2 separate regions of the Bos taurus genome follow, and region 1 is linked to region 2. The links are chromatin contacts, called in public Hi-C maps. All regions are on one chromosome and are shown on one strand. The core of a region is the stretch at or near the end of the contact, and the rest is flanking DNA. Distances in the headings are between cores, read along the strand shown. Region 1 holds the start of SLC7A5 (solute carrier family 7 member 5). Region 2 has its middle 13 kb from the start of KLHDC4.

What was found. A called contact is a pair of places that touch in the nucleus more often than the background predicts.
Region 1: a Hi-C map of liver shows a contact between it and region 2, with 4 times the contacts expected there. The contact joins the promoter of SLC7A5 here to the enhancer-like site in region 2. A contact is called at or near these places in 4 of 11 Hi-C or Micro-C datasets (blastocyst, liver, skeletal muscle and 1 more).

The regions. Positions count from the first base shown.
Region 1 is chr18:13,323,938-13,329,409 of ARS-UCD2.0, forward strand. It overlaps SLC7A5 (solute carrier family 7 member 5), which reads right to left and starts at 2,867. Exons shown (of 10, transcript NM_174613.3): 1 at 2,240-2,867. The coding sequence starts at 2,771.
Region 2 is chr18:13,266,942-13,273,104 of ARS-UCD2.0, forward strand. No RefSeq gene overlaps it. Among named protein-coding and RNA genes, the nearest start is that of KLHDC4, 13 kb to the left of the region's middle. Within about 2 kb of position 3,265, at least 7 of the 102 cell types and tissues checked have an H3K27ac peak or open chromatin away from gene starts, as enhancers often do. A contact at or near this core is called in liver, where this site is marked.

The sequences.
Region 1 (5,472 bases), core at 1,617-4,116, 57 kb after region 2:
TAAGCACCAGAGCCAATGTGAGCCACCATACGTAGAGAGCAGCTGTCCTGGGGCATGCCTGGGGCAGGAAAGGCAATTGGCAAAACTGTGGCTCCACAACATGCTGTTCAAAGGGTGGGCCCCTGGGCTGTTCACCATGCATTGGCTCAGGCTGTGGGCTGCTGGGCTGGGGCGCATGGGCTTGCTGCCACAAGCGGGGGGCTCAGGGAGTGCGAACCTGGCATGTGTGCAATAATCAACAACAATTAGAAACTGTGGCTTTTCACTGCCATCTCAGATGCGCCCAAGAGCAGACCCTTTCTTGGGTGGTTGTGACCTTCCTGCCAGCCTCGGACAAGCCCCCATCCCCCTCTATATGTGGCAGGCTCTAGACTAGCGCTCCCTCCTTCAGACAGCATATCCTTGTGTTACTATAAATCTCCTTTTCACCAGAAAATACAACACACAACACACACACAACACACTCGCAAGGGTGGTTCAGGGAAAAGAGCAGAGAATGGCCAATGGACACGTGAAGAACATCATCCCAGCTTGCATGAGAAGGGGTGGAACTTATGTGACCCTCCTTGCCGCCCACAGGAGTCCTGGTGAGGGCTTATCCGCCACAGCCACTCCAGAATCCATCCCATGGCTTCACCTGCTTAAACCCAAAAGCTTGAGAAAGTGAGGAATCCACTTTCCAAGATCACAGAGGGGCCCTTTAAGGCAGTGTTATGTCATCACATCCTGGGCCCAAACATTAGACCTAGCAACGATGAAAATCGGACAATGAAAATTCTACTGACAGAAAATCAACAAAGAGGGGCTTTTCCTCACTCGGCCCAAAGCATCGTCTGAGAAGCCCACTGGAAGCCACAGGTTCCCCTGCCTTCAGGCAGATCAACTATCTCTGTGACTGTTCCTAGATTTGGGCCAAAGGTTTTTACAAGCTGAGATGTTCATTGCTGAAATTCCCCTCAAAGGCAAGACGTCCCCCTCCCCCGGCACGGCCGCTCTGTGGTCTCAGGTCTCCCTGGGACACCACTTCTCAGAGAATGCCTCTGAAAGCCCCCCACCCAACACACACACAGTGAGCTGGTGCCCCAGGCTCCAGAATTCCAACAGCACCAGCGCGTACTGCTGGTCAAAGCCGCTCCAAGCGATGGCACGGCTCCCTGAGTCTTGGGGCTTGGACAGAAACCAGCCCTGCTGGCTCCACACCTCTGTGCACCTCAAGGTTTAGGCAAGGCCTCAAATCAGGTGGCTGGACACTTCCACCCTGCACGTCTCCCGAGATGTTTGCAGCCATAGACAAAGATACGAAAACCATGTGGCTTTCAGTACAAAAATTTTTTCCTGAAATACCACCAGAAAACAACCCACCAACATACCAGAACCTCCTCCACCAACATCCTGGGACCTCCTCCACCAACATCTGGGCTGTGCCCAGTGTGTGTATTTCAGCACAGCTTGGGATCCCAAAGCCAGCACCCACCCTGCACACACTTAAGATGCAGTTAAGCCCCTTCTTTTAAGACTGGCTAGAGGATGCAACCTTCCATTGTCTACAAGAGCAACTCATTCATTACCCACGCACAATTTTACTATTATTGGTTGTTTTTTTTTAATTTTATTTTATTTTTAAACTTTACGTAATTGTATTAGTTTTGCCAAACATCAAAATGAATCCATCACAGGTAAACATGCTCAGTCGGGAAGGGCTGACTCTTACAAAACCAATAATACACACATGTATTATTGGTTTTGTAAGAGTCAGCCCTTCCCGACTGAGCATGTTTGAATGACGTTTGTTGATTTTTTTTTTAAACTACGATCTCTCTCCACAAACAGTAAGGCTTGGGGAAATCAAAGAACACAGAAACAGACAGGCTTCTCAGGCACTCCACGTGGGTGCCTCTCAGGAGGTAAGTAAGGGTCAGCTTAAGCATGGTTCCGGAAGGACCGAGTGGAAAGGCGCTTCTGGCGAGGCTCAGGGCGGGGACCCTGCTGTGTAACTCACTGCGGAGTTCCCAAGACTGTGTGGAAAGGAATGAATGAAACGCACGTGGTATTGGGGCCCTTGCCCTCAGTCTAGAACTCCGGGGTCGGACCGGGGAGGGGGGCGGGGGCGCGGGGTGTAGGGATAGTCCAGGAGTGCCGGGAGGGCCAAGGATGCGGCGACCACGGTTCGGCACACATCCCCTACTCCAACCCTCCCCGCGCCCGCCGGTGTCCCAGGGCCCCGGTACTCAGTACTCACGCACGCAGAGGCAGGCCACGAGCTTGGCAGCCTCCTCGGGGACAGGGCAGGTGGGGAAGATCGGCTTGAGCAGGTAGGTGGCGAAGACGAGCGCCACGATGTACTGCGAGGAGGGCCGGATGATAAGCAGCTCGATCCACAGCTTGAGGAAGGCGGGCAGCGAGCCGTACACCTCCAGCATGTAGGCGTAGTCGCCGCCCGACTTGGTGATGGTGGTTCCCAGCTCGGCGTAGCAGAGCGCGCCCACGATGGAGAACACGCCACACACGGCCCAAACCACCAGCGCCAGCCCGGGCGAGCCCGCCTCTTTGAGCACTCCGGTGGGCGTCACGAAGATGCCCGAGCCGATGATGGTGCCCACGATGATGGCCACGCCGTTCAGCAGGGTGATGTTGCGCTGCAGGGTCACCTCGCCCTCCGCGCCGTCCGCGCCCCGCGCCGCCAGCATCCGCTCCCGCGCCTGCCGTTCCTCCTTCTCGTTCGCCGGGAGGGTGGCCGCCGCCGCGCGCCGCTTGGGGCCTGAGCCCGCCATGCTGCCGCGCAGGGTCGGGCCGGGCAGGGCCGGGAAAGTCCGGACACCCGGCGCGCGCCGCCCACCGGAGAGAACCGGCTCTCCTACCGCGATCGTGGCGGTAGCCAACAAAACTCCACCATTTATACCGGGACGGTGGCCCCGCCCCCGGCCCGCCCCGTCATTGACGCGCCTCGCCCCGGGGGTGTGGCCTCCACAGCCGTTAAGAACCGGACGCTCCCACTCGGCTCACGCGAAGTACGCAGTGACCTGCATGGCTGGTGCTCCTGGCCCCACGTGGTCCCGGGAATCCCGGCTCCGCCGCGCGCGCGCGCGGAGCACTGGGCTCCTCGACCCCCTCACTAGCTCCGTGGTCATCGCCGCCCCTCTCCCGCGTGCACTGGGGACCCCAGCTGCTCGAGCGGAAGCGGGTGGGTTACAGCAGGGCCGACGACCTGGGGCCACCGCAGAGGATGAGTGGGATTTGGGGCGTCTTGGGGGCTCAGTCAGAGGAGGCAATGCCTGCCAACCTGGAGGGCGCCCAAGGCCCGAGGTGGTAGGACCCCGCTTGGTCCGCTCATCCCGGGGACCTGGGGAATATATTAAGATGGTCAGAACCGCCTCTGGGGAGTGGGGGTGGGTGGCGAGCTCTCGAGATCCAGGTTGGGCCTAGGACCCTAAATCCCAGGGCTGAAGGAGCACGATCTCGCATCTGAGCTCATTCATTCCTGGGCTCGGAAATTCTCATTCTATCGCAGGGGGAACGGCTTTGCCAATGAGCAGCGTTCAAGGGCTCATGGCTTGGAGGAGCAGCGACAAAGAATCTGGGAAAACCGGACTCTGCAGAAAGCTCGGTTACATTGACAGAATGAGGGTTTCCTGAAGGAGCCCGGTCTGCAGGGTGAAAGGGCCTTAGCCTTGAAGGACTCCAGAGGCACCTGGATTGGAGGGCCAGCAGGTAACCAGTGCTGAGTCAGAAGGGGAAATGCAAGATGACCAGTCACTGCAGGCCTGCAAGCAGGAGTCAGACATGCTTGCTGATGAAATTGATGTGTGCACAGAGAAAGAATTTAGAATCCCATCTCGGGGATTTAGCCAAGGCATATCATTTGGACCTTCCACATCCCCCCTCTCCCCGCGCTGTCCCCAACAGGCCAGCCCTTCATCTGCAGTGTTCGAACCAAACACTTCGACAAGCCTTGGCAGCTGGAAGATCACATAGCACAAATATTAGCTTGCGAGATGTCTAAGTCAGTGACTTGGTGGAATCAGGAATAACCTCTCAGCTCTTGTTCTTCCCATTGTCCTTTTAGAGGGTGCTGCCTTGCAAAGACCAGACAACCAAAGCTAAGCAAACTTTCTGACCCTTTATCAGGTGTGAGCCCTTGGTGTACAAAGTCTCATTTAATAGAAGAGCTGCTGATGTTACTGTAGATGAAGAAACAGTCTCAGCAGAACAACGGGACTTGTCTGACCAGTGCCCTGAACCTATGTGGTGCTCATTCTGTCGCCTCTCTTCTTGTGGTTTATTTATCACTAAATTTGCTTTACGAGGATGGCAGTTATTTGCAATGCTCTAAGGAGAGGTCCCGAGCTCCTCCACCCTGTACTCCCATAGCAGGCACCTCCTGGAGCACCTCCTCCAGACATAGACAGGCAATCAATAATTGCTCATCAGAGTGTAAAATTAACAACCATGATAAGCCCAGGGCTCTAAGGAGCCAGAGCCAGGTGGAAGGAACCAGGCCACTCCACTACAGCTTTCCTAGGGTAAGAATTAACAAGGGAGATGGAAGGGACGGGATATGCATGTGGACTTGTCGGTGTCTCCCGTGGGGGCTTCTGGGAACCTGCAGAAGACTTAATAGCTGGATGGTAACAACCTCCAGTGGTGTTTCCACCATCTCATGGCAGCTGTGCCACCATTGTCAGTTTCTACCTGGTTTTTGTGTGAGAGTGTACTAGATTTCCAAGGGTAAACTTGATTGTCTGTGTGTGTGTGTGTGTACCTCAGACTTCCCTTACCAGAAATTTAGAACCTTGCTGCTAAGTCACTTCAGTCGTGTTCGACTCTGTGTGACCCCAGAGACGACAGCCCACCAGGCTCCCCTGTCCCTGGGATTCTCCAGGCAAGAACACTGGAGTGGGTTGCCATTTCCTTCTCCAATGCATGAAAGTGAAAAGTGATAGTGAAGTCATTCAGTTGCGTCCGACTCTTAGCGACCCCATGGACTGCGGCCTTCCAGGCTCCTCTGTCCATGGGATTTTCCAGGCAAGAGAACCTTAGCTGGTGGTAAAAACTCATCTGCCATTGCAGGAGATGCAGGAGACAGGTGACTTGGCATGCAGGATGCAAAAACCTTAGCTAACAGCACCATCTGGTGGACAGAAAAGCAACTTCTTGTCCCAGGCAGGTTCAGTTCTGCTCACTCTGCGGTGCTCTTCAGTTGTTTTAGTCCCTCAGTGTCCAACTCTTTGGAATCCCATGGACTGAAGCTGTTCAGGCTCCTCTGTCCCTGGGATTTCCCAGGCAAGAATAATGTAGTGGGTTGCCATTTCCTTCTCCAAGGGATCTCCCAGACCCAGGGATCAAACCTGGGTCTCCTGTATTAGCAAGCGGGTTCTTTACCACGGAGTCAACCAGGGAAGCCCACTCTTTTCAATGCTAGCCAGTAGTTTCTTAAAAGTTATGTCATTTATTCTCACAAGGATTGGTGGAGAA
Region 2 (6,163 bases), core at 2,015-4,514:
GTCAGAGTGATTGGCCAAAGAAAACCCGGAAACTACTCCTATCACCATAAAACCTGAGACTGTGAGCTATGTGGCAGAGCAGTTCTCCTGGGTTCCCTTACCCTGCTACTTCCTGTCGGGCGTTCTTCCCAATAGTCTCTTGCTTTGTCAGCTCATGGGTCTCCTCGGACAATTCATTTCCCAGTGTTAGACAAGGGCCCGCTCTCCAGCTCCAGAAGGGGTCCCCCTTCCTGCAACAGTTCGAGTCCCAGCCCCATGGGTTCAAGTTCCAACCTGAGGAACATGGTTTCAGGTGGAGGCTGATCAAAGCAAATGCCAGTGACATTGCTGTGAAGTTGTGCAAGGCCCCTGCGTTCCCCTGCCACCTGGACCCTCCCTCCGAAGCGGGACTCCACTCTAAGCTCTTGAATTCCACTGAAATGTCTGCCATCCCAGCCTCTCAAATAGCCTCTCTCCAGGATGCCACCATCAACTAATGGTTTTATAAATAATGCAGATGCTGTGCATCACATGTCATCAGGGAAACACAGGTTACAGCAGCTGGGAGACACCCCCACACACCGATCAGAATGCCCCAGACCCAGGACACTAACACCCAAGGCTGGTAAGGAGGTGTTACATATTTTTACATAAATAATGTTGGGGAAGACATTTTCCTCTACAACTTCTAGGTTCTTCTGGCTGGTCTATGAATCAGATTAACAGGAGAAATATCAAAGTTTAATAACATGTGTACATAGGAGAGATCCAGAAAAACTGCACAGCTCACGAAAATGACCAAAACCCTCACCTTAAATACCATCTTCAGCTACAGATAGAATAGGATGATGAGTGGAGTGGTCTGGGTCATCGGAGGGGCAGAAGATAATTCACCTGGACTGTTTGCTGGGCCAGCAGAGACAATGGGACATGGAGTGGACTCTGATCGCAGGCCCCGCTGAGTCCCCTACCCCACCCAACCATATTCTCGAGACATCTTTATTGACAGTCCTATTCTGGGAACAAGCCCTCTATCTAAATCCTTTGGGCAGTTGGATAAAGGTCAAAGTTTCTTCCTGAGGCTTTTAGGCCTTGATTGTCTTCAATTTGAAGTGATTTGCAGGTCAGAGACATTTTGGGTGGCAAATCTAGTTCCCCTACAGTAATGTATTTAAAAGAAAATACATAAAAAGAAAGCAAAAGTCGCTCAGTTGTGCCTGACTCTTTGGGACCCTGTGGACTGTATCCCGCCAGGCTTCTCGGTCCATGGGATTCTCCAGGCAGGAATACTGGAGTAGGTTGCCATTTCCATCTCCAGGGGATCCTCTCAACCCAGGGATCAAACCTGCATACGCTGCTTTTCAGGCAGATTCTTACCATCTGAGCCACCAGGGGGCCCAGTGTATTTAATGTTACAATCCACTCATCCGAAAAGAGAAGCAAACCTGGAGCAATGCTGTGAAGTCAGGGCACAGTGGGTGGGGTCTCGAGAGCCAATGCCCACCTCCCAGAAGGTAGGTTTAGGGTGCTGTCTCTGGGACACAGACTTGAACCTGCATGCTTGAGTGTGTGGCACTAAGGCTCACGGCGTCACTATAACCCACCTGCCAACCAACTGCTGTGCATTCGACACTAACAGTTGCTTCCTGGCTGGCAGGAGACCTCGTCTTCCTGGGATATCTCTGAGGCTCCCTGATAAAGACATGGAAACTTCTCTCCCAGCCTGGACCGGTGAGCAGGGCCTACAGGCACACCACGAGGAAGTCAGCTCCACCCACAGCACACAGGGAAGTGTTCATATTGGTGTATGTTTAGTAACAGTAATAAGAGAACAAGCAAAAAGAGAGAAAACCTGGTCACCAGACTTACCACGTTAAAAATTACCGGGCACTGGCAGTCCACTATTTAAGACTCTGAGCTTCCACTGCACGGGACATGGGTTCAATCCCTGGTCAGGGAACTAAGATCTCGCATGCCCCATAGTATGGGAAAAAAAAAAAAAAATTACCAGGTACGATGTGAAGCAGGCATCCTCTCCATGCCCCAACTCCTCCTTACTTCTGACCCTTGACAAGAGGAGACATCGAAGTGTCCGCTTTCAGCATTTCCTGGGTATAATAATAATGACTTGGTGATGATATTCTTAAAAGCAGAAGGGGGTGTCTTGTTTTGTCTGAGCACCAGACCACTTTGGTCCAAGGCTGGGCACCTCCTGGCCATCACAGAGCCAGAGACAACCAGACCTTCTCCTGGGCCGGGGAATGAAGGACAGGAGGTGGACAAAGACTGAGAGAGCTGGGCTCAGTGAGAGCAGACGGGGCCCCCTTAGGGTTGAGGAGCAGCCCTGTGGTCCCAGGGTGTCACCAGCTCCCACAGCTGGAAGCCAGGCCCTGGACCCCTGCTGTGGACACAGTCCCCACAGGTGAAAGGGGCCTGAGGGGTGAGCTCACCCCACAGCATACGCCCTCAGGACCCCCAGCCTGCAAAGGCGCCCGGGGATAGGAAGGGCCTGAGGCTCCCGTGGGGCACACAGACGGCATAGAAGCTGGGAGGAGCATTCAGTTCAGTTCAGTTCAGTTCAGTCGCTCAGTCGTGTCCAACTCTTTGCGACCCCGTGGATTGCAGCATGCCAGACTTCCCTGTCCATCACCAACTCCCAGAGCTTGCTTAAACTCATGTCCATCGAGTCAGTGATGCCATCCAACCATCTCATCCTCTGTCATCCCCTTCTCCTCTTGCCTTCAATCTTTCCCAACATCAGGGTCTTTTCCAATGAGTCAGTTCTTCGCATGAGGTGGCCAAAGTATTGGAGCTTCTGCATCAGTCCTTTCAGTGAATATTCAGGACTGATTTCCCTTAGGATGGACTGGTTGGATCGCCTTGCAGTCCAAGGAACTCTCAAGAGTCTTCTCCAAAACCAACTCAATGTTAAAGCATCAATTCTTCAGCACTCAGCTTTCTTTATAGTCCAACTCTCACATCCATGCATGACTACTGGAAAAACCATAGCTTTGACTAGATGGACCTTTGTTGGCAAAGGAATGTATCTGCTTTTTAATATGCTGTCTAGGTTGGTCATAACTTTTTTCCCAAGGAGCAAGAGTCTTTTAATTTCATGGCTGCTGTCACCAACTGCAGTGATTTTGGAACCCAAGAAAAATAAAGCCTTTCGCTGTTTCTGTTGTTTCTCCATTTGCCATGAAGTGATGCAATACAGGAATCTGCCACCAGAGGTCAGCCCTTCCCCACTGACGGCCTCTGGCCATCTGACAATGGCCTTGCATGATCCCCGCATGGCATCAAGGAAGAGCCTGCTGGAAAGCTCCCGGCATCAGAAACAGAAGCACCCGCAGCCTTCCATGGCTGGAACTATTTCCCCCGTGGCCATCACACTGAAGGTGGCCGGTCCCCAGGCAGGCAGCCAAGAGGGACCAGACAGAAGGGGCTGGACTAGAGGTGGCTGGAAAAAGTGTCTTTTCAGAACTCACTTTCACCTCCCCAATGTGTTAGGAGAAGCGTAGGTTTTTTCTGACTGCACTGTGTGGCTTGTGGGATCTTACTTCCTGGGCCAGGGGTCAAACCTAGGCCCTCAACATCAGCTTCAGCAGCTCCGGGTCCTAACCATTGGACTGCCTGGAATTCCCAGAAGGTGTGTTTTTAAGAGGGACTTCCATGCTGGCTTTGGGGTCATTTTACAGGGTGAACTGAGGTCAGACGGGCCTGCCAGCCTTCACACATATAGAACACAGGGGAAGGCCCGGCCCGAGCCCTGGGGCCCCAGGGGAGTGGAAAGATGGTGGAAAAAATTGTTTGTGATCCCTAGCGTCAGAAGCCCAGTGTCCTCAGGCGTCCATGGAAACCTGTAAATGATTGTTTGCTCAACTGTTCTGAAAACAGATAGGCACCGGAACAGTTCTCCCTGCTGCCCGCCAGGTGAGGAGAGCCCAGCCGGGGCTGGATGGAGGCCAACTGCTCGTTCTTAAAATGTTAACCTTCATCTCCACCATCAAAGTGTGGAGAACAAGAGCCGACATGCCTCTCTGCTTCTGGGGCTCAAACCCACGCAGCTCTACCCATGGGGTCTAAGATGGGCTCCTGGCCCTGCCTCCTGCCCTCCTGCCCTCCTGCCCTCCGCCCTGCACCTGCATTTTCCCCTCCCCACACCTATTGCTTTCACCTTTGGCCTCCTTTTTTTTTTTAAATCAGATACACATTTTTTTTCTTTTGGAATACTTTTAGATTTACAAAAAAGTTGCAAAGATAGTTCTGAGTTTTCGTATGTTCATCTTCCAGGACATCGGTAAATCGGTAGAAATGGAGAAACCAACACGGGGACACAGGTGTGTGACCACCAACTCAACTACAGACGCTGTTTGGATTCAGCTGGCTTCCCCATGAATGCCTGGTCCCGCTCAAGATCTCACGCAGGTCACGATGCTGCATTTAGAGGCCATTCACTTCTCAGGATGTGGTCTCTAAAGCACCCCGTGCCCATCAGATGTGCACTGCACACATCCCCGCCCCCCGCCTCCCCGCCTCCCCCGCCATATTCCACCATTGCTGCTCTGGGGAGAAAACACATCCTTGAGTTAAAGTCCAGGTTGTCTCTGAAATGCCTCAGGGCTCCAGATGGAGAGCTGAACCTCGCTTTGCCTGCTCCCAGCAGTCCCCACACTGGCCTTCCTCCATCCATCCCTCTGGGGTCCCCTTGGCCTCCTCTCAGCTCCCAGAGATGCAAAGATGAGGAGTTTTCCAGAACGGGAATAGTCTCGAGTCTTGGGTGGCATTAGGGATTAAAGCTTTTCTGAGAGTCCCAATGCTTGGAGGTCACTCCTGTGACTCTGGCCCTTTCTACCCTGCCCACCCCTGCAGAGTCTCCCCTGAATCCCACAGCTGGAGCGCTGACACAGGGCGTCATTTGAGACTCACTTGCATACAGCAAGACAGGTCTGTACTATAGTAAACGGGAGGGAATCTGTAAGTCTTGCTCAGGCTGAGTCTCCGGGTAACCTTGATGCCTTGGCCAGGGGATCAGAACAACCCCTGGGATAAGGGATACAGAAATCAAAACAACCCCACCAGGCACCAAAGTGACTTGTCTCTCCCGCTCACTCGGGGGCCACCAGCCGCAGGGCGCCGGAACGTTAGCGATTGCATCCATTCGATCCTGACTTCATTGTGATTGTGAAATGAGGCCAAAGCCAGGGATGAGAGGAGCACTGCTTTTCTGAATCAGTGACCGCAGTGGAAGGCGCAGTGACCTCGCGGGGCCATGTCACTAACCGAGTCCCTGGCTCGGAGCCTCTTGGGTGGCTCAAACTTGGACAGACTGGACTGTCTCCTTCCTAGTCTTTCTGTGGTGGCCTCTGAACAGTATTGGGGTGGGAAAACCAACACCCCTGCACACCTGGGAGGGCGGGGCTTGGGGAGGCAATGAGGCTGAGGGGCTGTGTCCCGTGCCCACCCAGGGGCAGAGGCTCCACCTGTGAGCTCCATGCCCACAGCTGTCCCTCTCCTCCCTGCTCCTCCCCAGGCCCCAGACAGTTCATTCCGCACGGCTGCCCCCGCAGTCATCTTTCCATTTCCCTTCCCCCGTGCTGGCCCCGCAGAATACCCCTGGCTTTACTTTGTAAATCTGGGAACCTCCGGAAACAGCACAAAGAGCTGCTGAGTCTGCAGCCAGGACCCGGGGTCCCAAGCCCCGGGCTGCAGGGTCCTCACCCGGGCAGATTCCGGACCCGGGAGAGGTCGGGAGCACAGTGACACCTGTGGCAGCTTCCAGCTCCTGCTCAGCTGTCCCCTGGCTCAGGGACTGTCCCTTCTCCTGGTTTCCTATGGTTACCCCACTCTCACTTCCATCTACTCAGGACAATGAGACCCAACAAACCCTTTCCTACCACGTGGCAGTGAAGCAGAAATTACCCCCAAACCCGGTGGTACGTGGCCTGGGTGACAGTGACACGTCCGTGCGGGCTCCTGATGGTGATGGGTGCAGGGCTGTGGGACCCAAAGTTCCCCATGGGGCAGGCTGAATGGGGCCTCTGGGAACGTCTAACTGCTTAAAAAATGAAGGCTAGTTTTCTTTTCTTTGGCTGCATTTGCAGCATGTGGGATCTTAGTTCTCTGCTCAGGGATCAACTCCAGGCCCCCTGCACTGGGATTGCAGAGCAAAAGTCAACACACT